Linked DNA regions of Rattus norvegicus: region 2 is linked to region 1. The links are chromatin contacts, called in public Hi-C maps. All regions are on one chromosome and are shown on one strand. The core of a region is the stretch at or near the end of the contact, and the rest is flanking DNA. Distances in the headings are between cores, read along the strand shown. Region 1 holds the start of Cibar2 (CBY1 interacting BAR domain containing 2). Region 2 has its middle 91 kb from the start of Cibar2.

The links. Hi-C and Micro-C count contacts between places; a contact is called where the count stands out from the background.
Region 2: a Hi-C map of kidney shows a contact between it and region 1, with 5 times the contacts expected there. The contact joins the enhancer-like site here to the promoter of Cibar2 in region 1. A contact is called at or near these places in 9 of 12 Hi-C or Micro-C datasets (the A7r5 cell line, Schwann cells, frontal cortex and 5 more) and 1 of 1 datasets of contacts at active chromatin or transcription factors (oligodendrocytes).

The regions. Positions count from the first base shown.
Region 1 is chr19:65,136,546-65,142,514 of GRCr8, reverse strand. It overlaps Cibar2 (CBY1 interacting BAR domain containing 2), which reads left to right and starts at 4,500. Exons shown (of 9, transcript XM_063278678.1): 1 at 4,500-4,662. The coding sequence starts at 4,643.
Region 2 is chr19:65,225,911-65,232,470 of GRCr8, reverse strand. It overlaps a transcript of Gse1 not described here. Among named protein-coding and RNA genes, the nearest start is that of Cibar2, 91 kb to the right of the region's middle. Within about 2 kb of position 2,925, at least 39 of the 93 cell types and tissues checked have an H3K27ac peak or open chromatin away from gene starts, as enhancers often do. A contact at or near this core is called in Schwann cells and liver, where this site is marked.

The sequences.
Region 1 (5,969 bases), core at 3,251-5,750:
AGATGTCCCTGTGCAGCCAGGCCTGAGGGAGGTCACCCTGTGTTCCCTCTGATACAGGTGGCTTGGATAGTAGCCTCTGCAGCAGCCACCTGAGTCAGCAGATCTTGTCTCTGGCACTGTCCCATGTTTCCTGACCAAGCTGACTGCACTCTGGTTCCAGCTTAGGGACAGGGAGAGGAATCAAAGATGTCACCATACAGTGTCTTGGATAGAGCAGGAGCTGTACCCAGGACTCTCTGAGCGCAGTGTGCCATCCACTTCTCTGAGGCATCTGATCAGTCCCATATCACAGATGGACAAACTGAGGCCCACAGACAGTGCTAGCCACAGTCTCCAAGTTGTGAGGCAATAGAGCTGGAATTTAATTTTTTTATTACATTTATTTATTGTGTGGGGGTGGGGGTGGGTGGGTGCATCCATACCACAGAGGCTAACTTGTGGGAGTCGGTTCTCTCCTTCCAACATGGCTAGGGCTACAGAACAGAACTCAGGTTGCCGTGCTTGTCCGTGAGCTCCTTTGTTCATCTCATTAGCTCCAGAGCTGGGATTAGAACCAATGGGTTTGACTGTGGGGTCCTCGAGTGAGTAGGTGGGAACTGGGCTTCAGGATAGACTCTGAGGTTGCCATGCATCCTGTGGGCTGCAGCCTTGACCGGGGGATGCTCTGTTGTCTCAGAGCTATGGTGACTTGCCCTACAGTCATTGCCAGCTTTCGGACACCCTGGGTAGGAGGCTTTCCCCTGCCTAGTTCTGGGACTCACGGAAGGGCACTGATTTTGTGTGGTACCAAGTGGGGCACCTGTTGGTTTTGCCACTGGACGGTGACAGAACCCCAGGCTTCTGTGTGTCAGGTGAGAGAGAGAGAGAGAGAGAGAGAGCGCTCTACCTCTGAGCCACACCCCAGCCCCAGGTCATACTCCACACAGCCTGCCATTTTATATTTAAATGTTGTAGGAGGATCAGGGGTTCCAGGTCATCCTCACCTATGTAGTGGGTTCGAGATCAGCCTGGTATACCTGAGATCCTGTCTCAAACATAAACCAAAAGACTCCACGGTCACCACCACCTACCAGCAGGGGAGAGCCACGGGGCCAACCTGAACTAAGCAAGAATTGGCACACTTACATCCAGCACTTGGAAACTGAGGCAAGAGGGTCTCGGGTAACAGGGTCAGCCTAGGCTACAGAGGAAGACTCCGTCTAACACATACCAACACCAAGGGAGACACTATGAGCTCACACAGTAGGGCCTCCTATAGATTCCACCTCTTTCCTGCCTGGCTCCTGGCCGTGGAGGAATGCCCCCCAACACTTGGGAGTATATAAGGTTGTAGCTCTGGTCCTTTGTCGGCTGGGGACAGCCCTCTGACCTCATTCTGGGGAAGTGGTCCCAGCAGATTATCAGGGAGTTGCCATGGAGACCTTCCCCCTTTATGGCCTCTGGAGAAAAATTGAGGCTTATGTGACTGTTTGAAGCATTTTGTCTGCTGCCGGCTTCTCCTGCTTTCCCAGACAGAATGTTCTCCGAGTGAACACCAGGCCACATGCCTGTCCTCTCACAGACAAGACCCAAGTGCCTGGTGATGGCTGTGCACATAGTAGGCGCTTAGTTTATATCCCTCCAGCGATAGATCACATCCGAGCATTTAGCCTAGGATGGACCAGTATTCCGCCCTCAAACAATGCCCAGGAGGATCCAGATGGCGGGCGTATCTATCACACAGCCTGGTTTCTCTTCACCTGTCTATTTAAACCCTTCTTAATGGGAGAGGATTGTGACAGCAAGGTCAGGAGACAGAGGACAGGAGGTCACACAGTAGGCACGATATGCAGACGTTTGTAACCTGTGGACCACCAAAAGGATGGGGGTGGGTGAGGTGACCCACCTCACAGCCCACACCTCCAAGACCATGGCTCCTACTCCACAGCCTCAGGGAGCTCAAGGCCAAAGCCTCACTGAGAGGCGCCTGAGCCCTCAGGTTCCATTCACTGAGGCCTTCTGGATTTTCTGTTCGTGGATCATGGCTGGAAGTTTCCATTGGGTTTTCAGAGTGGACATAACTTGAGTTTCTCCCTCTTTTTTTTCCCTAGTTGTTCAAGAACATGCAGCTGCCAGAGACTGTCTCACAGACACCACAGGGGCCCAGAAGCAAGAGGGGACACCTGGACTGTCATGTGATATCCCCCTGGGAGTAGAAGGAACTTGCTACAGCTACGACAGGATTTCACATAGCATACATGGCTGTGAACATGGCTACTGCCAGACGGTAGGGCTCCTTTCTTGGGGGGGGGGGGAGTGACCAGGATGTGTGTCCTTGCCCTCCTGAGGTACAAGCTGGGCCTCAAGCCGTGTGTACCTGACACACATGGCTGAGCAAGAAGTTCATCTGTAGTGGGAGGGGAGATAGAGAGGCAGAGGGATAGATAGAGAGGCAGAGACAGACACAGAGAGAAACAGAGAGAGACAGACAGACAAACAAGGAGACACAGGGAGAGACAGAGACAGACTGCAGAGAACCAGACAAGGACGGAGAACATGCGCCCTCCAGTGGCCACCAAGGACTATGCAGGTTGGCGATTGGAGAGCCAACCTCCCGCTCTCTCCCCTGCCTCCCCAACACTCCAGGGCCACCAGATGTCTTAGTTCCGTACAGCCCAAGACAGTTTTCCTTTTTTCAAAATTCATAAGGTTTTCAGGGATTTCAAGAGAGCCAATGATGAGACCTCACTCACACACTCTGTTCTCCACACCGATGCCATAAATGTGTCTCCAGTCTCCTGTTCCCCTCTGCAGTCCCTCCACCCTCAGCAGGACCCGAGTGTGGTCTCTGTCGCCCTCTGGTGGTCAAATGCAATATTACAGGGCAGATGGGGAGGACACTGATTTACTGGAGGAGCTGGGGTTGGGAGAAAACCGATTCCTTAGGACAGAGAAGACCCCAGACTGACATAGGGATGTACTAGTCCACTGACTATCACAGGCAGGATTCAGTCACTTCTGAGTTCCAGGATCTGGCCATATTCTTGGGGGACTGACACCCTTCAGACAGAAAAGCCACAGTCTGTCACAGGAGGTGGATACGTCCTCTGTGGATTGAACAGTAGCCTCAGGATGAGCTTCATCTCCCATGCCAGAGTGACTCATCTGCTCAATTTGCAGAGACCCCGTTTCTAGTAAGGCCATGTTCTGAGGCCTAGAGTGGACATATACTTTGGGGAGATACTTTTCAACTCAGCAAGTACCTCAGAAGTGAGGGATTGTGGGCCAAGAGACATAGAGCAAACCACTTGACATCATACAGAGAGAAAAACCACAGGACTGGCACAGCTCCTGTGGGAGTTAAGGGCCGAGGCTGCCCCCAAACAGAGGGCGCAGTACTGTAAAAAACACACAGCGATTTTCTGGTTGTCTGGTGAAATCTGTCCCCGTCCCCCAAAAGGGGAGCATAACATAGGTGCCGCGGAGACCCAGCACTCAGTCCTGTGTGCTCTGAGGGCTCGCGGTACAGGGGGAGCGGGCTCCCAGCGCCCAGCCCACCTACGTCTTCATCCCCGCAGCAGGGGCACCAGCTCCTATTAGGCAGTTGTCTAGATCAATCTAGAAAGATCAGCGCTCTGCTTCAGGCCACACAGCAGAGCTGAGGCGTGGGATTTGAATCTGGTGCGTGGGATTTGAATCTGGAGCAGCTGACCTTAACGTCTCTGCCTTACTAAGTGTTTACAACAAACCCCAGCATGACGGAGCAGGGATGTACACACACACACAAAAAAAACAAACAAACAAACAAACAAACAAACAAAAAAAAACGATCCTGTGTGACTGTGACTCAACATCCTGCCCTGGGTTCTCTGCCTCCACCACCAGGCCTGGGTACGGCTCTGCTTTGTACCTAAAGTGAAATGGGAGGCTGTGGCCCGCAGACCTCTCACCGTGAGTAAAATACAGCCGGGTCAGTGGGGTTTTTAGTGCTCTAACGCTGGGGTCACCTTCCCCAACTCTAACAATGGGAGTCGCATACTCAGGGAGGCCCAGGACTGCCCGATCCACTAAGCACTACCCTGAGCTGATGCTTGCTTGCCCCTTACTCCTTAGGTTCACATCCTCCGCTTCCCTTCGCCCTCTCCTTTACCTTCTACTCCTCAGCCCCTCGGTGACACTGGCCCCTAGGCCCTGCCCACCTGGCCTTCTACCCGGGGTGGGGGGTGGGGGGTGGGGGAGTGGGGGGAGGGACTCGCCTACACAGCGGGGCCCAGGGTGAAGTTCCAGGCTAGCAGCCTTCAGGGATCTCCCTGTCCCCTTCTGGTGGACACAAGCACTTTAAACCCCAAGAACACCATATTCAAAGGCCTGTGGAGGCTCTGTGTCCTGCTTCCAATTCATTTCAGAGAGCTGTTAAGCCCCAAGGCAAGGCTGGCCCTCCTCACCCCGCTGGGGAGGCCCTGGTTGCCCAGCAACCATCTGGGCTCCTCCCAGGGCTTGCCTGGGGATGGCCCGTTGCCTGGCAACCAGGCAGCAGAGTCCCTTGAGTCTAGCCAGACCACACAGCTGGGCCCGGTACTAGCTTGCTTTTCTCTGACTAGGGGACCCCTTGGGGCCCTGTCCTTATTCCCCAAGATCCAGGCAGCAGGTGCCACTGTCCACAATGAACGTCGTCCTCTCCAGGTGAGCAGCCCGCGCTGCTGGGAGGGGTATGCAAGTGGGATTCTCACGTTCGGCCACGTCGGGGAGGAGGGCAGGTGAGCTCCCTGCCACCCCTTCTCCAAATGGAGGGAGGGTTTGCAACATAGAGGTTACCGAAATCCAATCTGTCTGCCTCACCTTCGCTCCCTGAAGACTAGGTGTAGCCACTCGCCGGTCTGTTCCCTGCTTTCACGTGCCTCCTGGAAACTCCTTCAAACCCTCAGGCCCCAGACCTTGCCACTGCTGTGCTCTGCCTAATGGCCCCAGACTTACTGTCACCTGCCCGTCCTGACTGACTTTGAGTCTCCCTGTGACTCAGACTTCGGGTGCCCTGGATGCACCCGGAGTGTTCCTTAAAAGCTGGCTTTCAGCTAACCCCATGGAGCCTGATTCGCAGAGCCTGAGACCTGAAGGTTTGTGTATGCGTGACACTGTCCTGGGGTCTGGCCTGCTGTGTGCCCTTGGGTAGGATGCTTTGCCTCTCTGGGCTTTTTTTTAATTGACTTAAAAATGTCGACAGCAACCTCTTCTAGGCAAGTGCGAGCAGAGCGTTTGCAAACTATAAAGTTGACGCTCCGTCTGGGTCTGCTGCGGGGCACCACTAGAGGGCACACGAGTGGCCTGAGTTCTACAGAGGGAGGGCTTCAAGGGATGGGAACAACTTGGGGCTGAGGGGAGGGGACCATGGCAGGAGGCCTAAGGAGGCAGACAGCCTCCTGTACTCTTTTGAAGACTGAACACACAGGTTGTCACTGAACGCTGGCTGTGGGCAGGTTGAGGGTTGGAAAGGCGGCATGAGCCCTGGAGGTGTGTCAGTGTCAGAGAGGGCAAGAGTGTGGAGTGCAGTGGTCGGTGGTCTGCAAGGTGCTCTGCGGAGAAGCCCAGGTCGGGTGGGAAGGAGGAGAGAGCAATCACAGGAGATAGAGGGCCCAGATACCCTGCAGGGAGCTTGGCTGGGTCTTACAGCACCAAATAGCACCCAGTGGGAGCCTTCTCAGGTGTACACAGCAACACCTCCCAATTGGAGCATCCCTGGTACCAAATAGACTGCAAGACAAAAGATACTGGGAAGGGGAGAATGTTCGGAAAAAGTCCTCTTAAAAATTAAGTATAAATTTAATTACAAGTCTCAATTAATTATGTATTTGTGTGTCTATAACCCGCTGTGCCCACTGTGCGGAGGACAGAGGAGGATACTGGGTGTCCCTTCTTGTTCTTTGCTTTATTTATTGAGACAGGATCTCTCACTGAATCAGGAGCTGGGCTGGCAGAGAGCAAGTTAGGCATCC
Region 2 (6,560 bases), core at 1,676-4,175, 92 kb before region 1:
ACACATCCTGCTGGCTCACTATGCCCAGAGATGACACATTCCACTGGCCGGTCACATCCAATGACATTTCTGTCCTCACACAGGCTCAATGTCTCTCTGTAAAGCATCTTTACTGGGGACAGTGCTTTCCTCCCTGGGACAGAGGACATTGAAATTAAGTTGACATATGTATGCAAGGACCATCTGACCCCAGAGATACTCAGCAGAGCACAGTAGGAACAGTAACATAATCACCTGGCAGCCAGGTTCCATATTCCAGCCCAGGACACTGCTTAGTCACATGACACCAGCTGTCACCTCCATACAAAGGTGTCAGGGACCCTCCAGAATGGGTGTCATGCCCAGTCTGGCTTGCATTAGAGCCTCAGGCCAACTCTCTCTGAGAGCCAAGCCCTGCGAAACCTGGAACTTTGTTGGTCCCAGTGTGTGAGGCTGAGGCATAGGCGTGGCTGGGGAAGGCTCACATGGAGGCTCCCTAGTTTACACCCAGTTTTAGCTTACACCCCTAGGTCTGCCCAATGTGGCTGGGTTTCTGGCACAGCTGGAGAGCACAGAGAAGACATGATACCCTTCCTCCGGCTGAGAAAGAAAGCACAGGCAAGGCCTGTCACACCAGCGATGTGACAGTTTGAGCAAATCATGGAGGAGACTGTCGGCTGCTGCAGGAACTCCTATAGGAATTCTCTCTCTGCCACGCACCATGGGGCTCCCAGAGTGGGTTCCCAAGAGGCAGTGCGCCTCCTCCACATATAGCCACCGAAGGCTTCGAGAAGCCGGCTGCAGGAGTGCAGAAACAGTTGCATCAGTGAAGTATTTACTACGCCAGCATGAGGACCCAAGTTCAATCTCCAGATCCCAATAAACGGCCAGGCACAGTAGCTTACGCTTGTTCCAGCACTGAGGAGGAAGAAACAAATGGATCCCTGGAGCTTGCGGGCCAGCCTGCCTAGTCTAACCTGTGGGTCCCAGGTCCCAGTGAGACGCTGCCATGTAAACATGGTGGATGGTACCTGAGGGACAAGACCCAAAGATGACCACCTCTGACCTCTATGTTCAAACACACACAACACACTCACACACTTGCTCACACATGCACACTCGCACATGCAATACATTCACATACACATACACAAACATACACTTTCATGCACAGAATCATGTGCACACACACACACACACACACACACACACACACACACACTCTAAACGTCAGCTGTAGTCAGCACCCTTAGTGACACAGAGAGGACACCTATGAGAGGTACTGGCCTGACGATGAGAGGAGGGGAAGGGGCTAGTGGTTACAAGTGGGGCAGATGATGTCAGATGAGAGTCCATGTTTGCCCTGCTGCAGACCCAGCCTGACCCACGCTCGGCTCCCAGGGACAGTAGACTGTTGTCTGATGCCTCCCTGCCCCAGGCAGACCACAACCCTGTGGCTCATCCATAGGACAAAGGGGAATAGGTACAGCTGGGGACAGAATGGGACACAAGGAGCAGGACGGTGGATACCGGCTCTCCTTATTCTGCTACCCGCCTCACAGAGCACGGCCAAGACTGAAACCCCCTCACCCCCAAATGTAGAGACATCAGCTTGTGGAGGGTGGGTGTCTGCTGAACACTACCCTTGGATGCCTGCCTGGGTGGGAGGTGAATGTTCTGGAAGAAAAACAAACAACGGCTGGGGGTGGGAGGAAGCAGGCAGCAGATGCCGGCGGGAGGCCTTGTGAGGGAGGGCACTGCAAACTAGTGTCTCCTGGACCCAGGCCTGGCAAGGAACACTTTGGGACTTGATTGTACCACCTACCCCAGCTTTTTTGCCCAGGTGGACCCACTTCCCTATGGTCCGCCCAGGGTTCCCTATGGTCCGCCCAGGGTAAGAACTCTGGCCTCTAGACTATTTAGCGGATCTATTCATGCCTTTGAGTAGCCAGCAGGAGCTCCTACCCACAAGGAACTTGGGCTGGAGAAGTGGACAGACCACTGACCCCCATTCTCTACTTACTCAATTGTGATGGCTCCCTGGTACCTCAAAAACAACACACCTGGTGTTCTTCCCAACTCCCCTCCTAGGAGACCAACCTCACCCCACCCCCCAGCCTCAGAGGCAGCCCTACAATGAGCAGCGGGCCCCACCAGCTCTTCTATACCCCAATCTGGGAGAGGTCTCCTGCCCTCTCTTCCCAGGGCCCAGTGACTGCTCTTTCAAAAAGTCTCCAGAAAACTAGGGGGGGGGGGGCGCAGATGCACTTCAGGATCCTCAACGAGAGTAGGGGATTCTCAGTACTCGGATCCCAGTACTCGATAGTTAAAGCTACAGGATAGGCGTTCCTTTGGGATCGCAAAGCTGAAAGAGTCTGTCCCTCCGCAGCAACTCTCCTCTTGAACCTTCAAGTATTCAACTGTCCCACCCCCAAAGCCCTGGCTTCCACAAGTGGTTCTGATGACTAAGCGCTATGGGGCTCCCTGACCCAGGTCTAGGCACTCCTGGGATCTTTGAAACACTGTAGCTGTCTTGCCCTTCCTGATTGCCCCAAAGCCCTGTCCTCAAGTGGCTGTGCAGAAGAACCGCGCATGGGTGGATATTCTGGTGACACCGGGTTCTGCTACGGGGTTGGCGGGGATGGGGGTGGGGGAGTCTCGCAGCATCCAGAGAGAGTAGCCCTCTTGCAGGCCCAGCCCCTGACAGGCCCCAAGCCAGGAGGGGCCGGGAGGGGCCGGGAAATCCGGGGGACGCGGCCCGGGCCGGCGCCGGAGGGGGCGCCGGCGGCCCCAGGAGCGGCCCCAGATGCTGCCAGCATTCCTGGAAGGTAGCGCCAGGCCAGCGCCGCCAGATGTGCCTCACAAGCAGCTGCCCCGCGCTAATAAGGTCAGCGCCTGGCTCCAGCAAGCCGCGCACCGGCGGCGCCTCAACGCCTGGCACCGCGCTGGGGAAGGGGCGTGGTCGGGGCGTGGTCTTGGAGAAGGCCAGGAGGCTGCCCACGCCCAGAACCGCACCCCATGGCCTTGGCCTTGGCTGCTGTGGGACCACGCCCCTTCTCTTTCAAGACCACGCCCTTCGCACTCAGGAGGGCGGGGTGGGCCGATGAAGACTTTTATTGGATGTTTCCTGGCCTGGGGAGGTGGGGGTGTCACTGTTCTTGCAGCAGAGCCAGCTGCTAACAGAGGCCCCACCCTTTCCTTGCACACCCCCTTCCAGAGGTGTATGGTCACCTCTTGCGGACCTGGGGTGCATGAGGCCAGCTGGGTCCATGTCCGAGGTCTGTCTAGGTCCCCACAAGGCCCAAGGGCAACCCCCTACCTCCCCTAGATAAAGGCTGCAGCCGCCTTTGTTTCTCTGGTGTAACTGAGCCAGATGCCTCTAATCCCCCAGCTGGGCCAGATTTGCAGTGGCTCTGGGGCCTCCCTGGTCCTGACGCCAGGCTCCAGGCCTCCGAGGCAGCTGCGAAGGGGTGGGGGTGGGGGGTGGGACTGGCATCTTCAACCTCTCCCATCTCCTCTCAGGGTCAAGGGCAAGCGGAACCATCCGTTTAAGGATGCTTCATTCCTGGTCCCGCCCCAGGATTCTGTTAAGAGGAACATTCTGGATGCAACGCTGGGCACAGCTGTGCCTCAGTTCCCCAGGTCGCACCACACGGTTGTACTCACTTTCCTGTCCTTCACTTACAAGCTACAGAACAGTCACAGTTGACCGTACAGATCTCCCCATCTTTAAACCGCTCACTCACTTCCCAAGAAGCCGAGAGCCCCACCCCCACCCCAGGCTGGTGGTGCATGGGCAGGGGAGGGGCTCGGAGAGGTCCCTACACTAGTAAGAAGGGATCACTCCAAGAGACCAGAGAGGTCTGGCGACTTGCCTAAGGCCACAAAGCAAACAAGAACAGGGGGAAAGGACACCTGAGGGGCATACCCAGGAGAGAGGGTGAGCATCCTCCTCAGCACAAGGGATTCTTGCAAGTGTGGCTGGAAGCCACTACCATCAGGACCCCTCCGCCAAGGTGAAATGAGAACGTTCTGACCCTGATCTGACCACTACTCTATCAGTTCAGGGGTGAAAGGACCTGGATGCAGCATTTATCAGTCTCTAGGACGGGGCTGACTATGGACCATTTGTTTGGGAGGTCACCTTCTATGGCACACCTGAGGTCCCAGCCATGCGTGGCGTGGAGGGGAGGGGAGGAGGAGCCTGAAGTGTCCCGGGTCTCCCCAGCCCTTCGCCTGGCCTCCTCTGCCAAGAGCCAGGCAGACGCCAAGTACAGAACCTGCCAGGAGTGTCTGAGGCAGGTGGGCCTCCTTCCAAGGGCATTCATCATCCCAAGTCCCTGTCAGTCTGTCTGTTCCCACCACTTCTATCCCAGACCACAAGAGCCATAGCCACTACTGCACGGGCACCGCACACATGCACCCCACACACAGACACACACCCCTAAAAACCACACACCCTCACATGCATACACCCCCACAATCACACCCCCCCAGACACACACACCGCTAACAACCACACACTCCCACATGCATATACCCCTACAACCACCCCACACACACATTCACACCCCCCACAACATCCCAGAGGCACATGCACCCCTACAAGCACACTTCCCATACAAACACACCCCCTACAAATCCCCACAGGCACCCTCTACAACCACACTCCCATATGCACACACATCCCTACAACCATACCACACACACACACACCTCACATGGAGATACTCCCTACTCACACAGGCATACACCCCCACAAATGAACTAATATACACCCATGCAGAAGCATGGATAGATGTAACCCCCACAAGCATGGATATACACCCCAACACAGGCACAACCTTCTGTATACATGCACACCCCACTCACCCATGACCCCCTACACAAGTACACCACCACTAGGCAGGAATCCATGCCTCCTCACAGAAGCCCACCCCCATACTTAGGTATATATATGCACTGCTAGGCTCACAGACTTGCCATGTGCGCACACACACACACACACACACACACACACAGTACCTCGCAGCACACACGGGAGCTACCCTTTTTTGAGAGGAGAGAAACATACCTAGTTGTCCGACCATTCACAGCACCTTTCACCTGAGGTATGCTTGGTAGAGGGTCACCATCTCTTGATGTGCCCGTAAGTGTGTCAGCACTGGACCTGCCCAGTCCCCAGTCTCTGAGGGAAGCCTCTGGCTGATGGGTGAAGAGATTCAGTAAAAATGGGAGACTAATGAATAATGGTCCACAGGTGTGGCAGGCACCTTGCCCTGATCCTGCAGTCTAGGCCCACAAGAGACCCCTGACACCAGACACCAGACCACGAGAGACAAAAGGTCACATCCCTGAGCCTACCTGCCACATTCTCACCCAGGCCACACGGGTAGAAGCTCAGATGTACCTGCCCTGTGGATCCTCTCGCATTCAACCACTTGACTCTGAGGGCATGCTGAACTATTGGCTCGTCACTCATTCATTCATTCCCCCCTCATTCATTCACTCACTCACCCACTCAAAAGAATAACAACACAGCCCAGACCTTGAAGGGGAGCTGTGTGGGGGATGGGGCCTTCTGCAGCTGGTGCCACCCATAGAAAGTGATCTGCCCAAAGACTAGAGCTAGCCATCCAACAGTGGACCTCCTACAGTGGCCTTTGCAAGGTCAGGGGCCATCCTGTGAGTGGCCCTCACTCACCAGAGCCTCAGAAGGAGAATGCCAACAGGTGGGCAATGGCTCTCTCCAGCCCTGGAGCCATGTTGCAGAAGAGCAGCCCACAGGACAAGGCCCAAGGAGCATCTGTCGGCTATGGAGTCCCCCTCCATCAGAGGGTACCAGTCTTCCTGACTGGTCTGTGTTTCTGTGCTCCACATGGTTGACTGAGAGTCCAGGACACTGGTGGCAAAGACAGAACTACTGGCCACGGAAGACTTCTTTGGTGTTCTTCAGGGCTTAGAAGCAGCTCCCATGTATGGAGTAGGGCCCAGCCTTGTGAAGCTGTCACCCAGGGGGCATGCAGGGGGCATCCTGAAGCCAAACCTGCCCTGTTCTACTGCCAGAAGCAACTGATCAATGTCTGTATTATGTCTACCCCCTCAAGGCCAACACGGTTCAAGTCCAGGCCGGGGGTGTGCTCTGCACCAGTTGCCCCCTGAGGGGTGACTTTCCACTGGTCTTGCCAGCTTTTCCATGTCAACTATAGTAAGACGACAGAGAGCCATTTGCTGCATGTATTACACAAAGGGTACTAACAGGTTTTGTTCTGACTTGAGGAGGGGGACACAGATGATGTGAGAGGAGGACCTGAAAGGGTTAAAGTCTGAGCCCAGGCAGGCTGCACAGAGGAAGGCTCACACAGCTTGTAAGGGGGAGCTACAGGGAGAGCCCAGAAAAGCAGGAGGGAGGGACATGTACAACTAGCTAGGCCACCATGGATAACCTATCCACACACCCGCCTAGATACCCTTCTGTGATGGTCTGAATGATAATGGCCCCATAGGTTCATTCACTTGGATGCTGGGTCTCCAGGTAGCGGAACTGTTTGGGAAGGATTAGGAGGTGTGGTTTTGTTGGA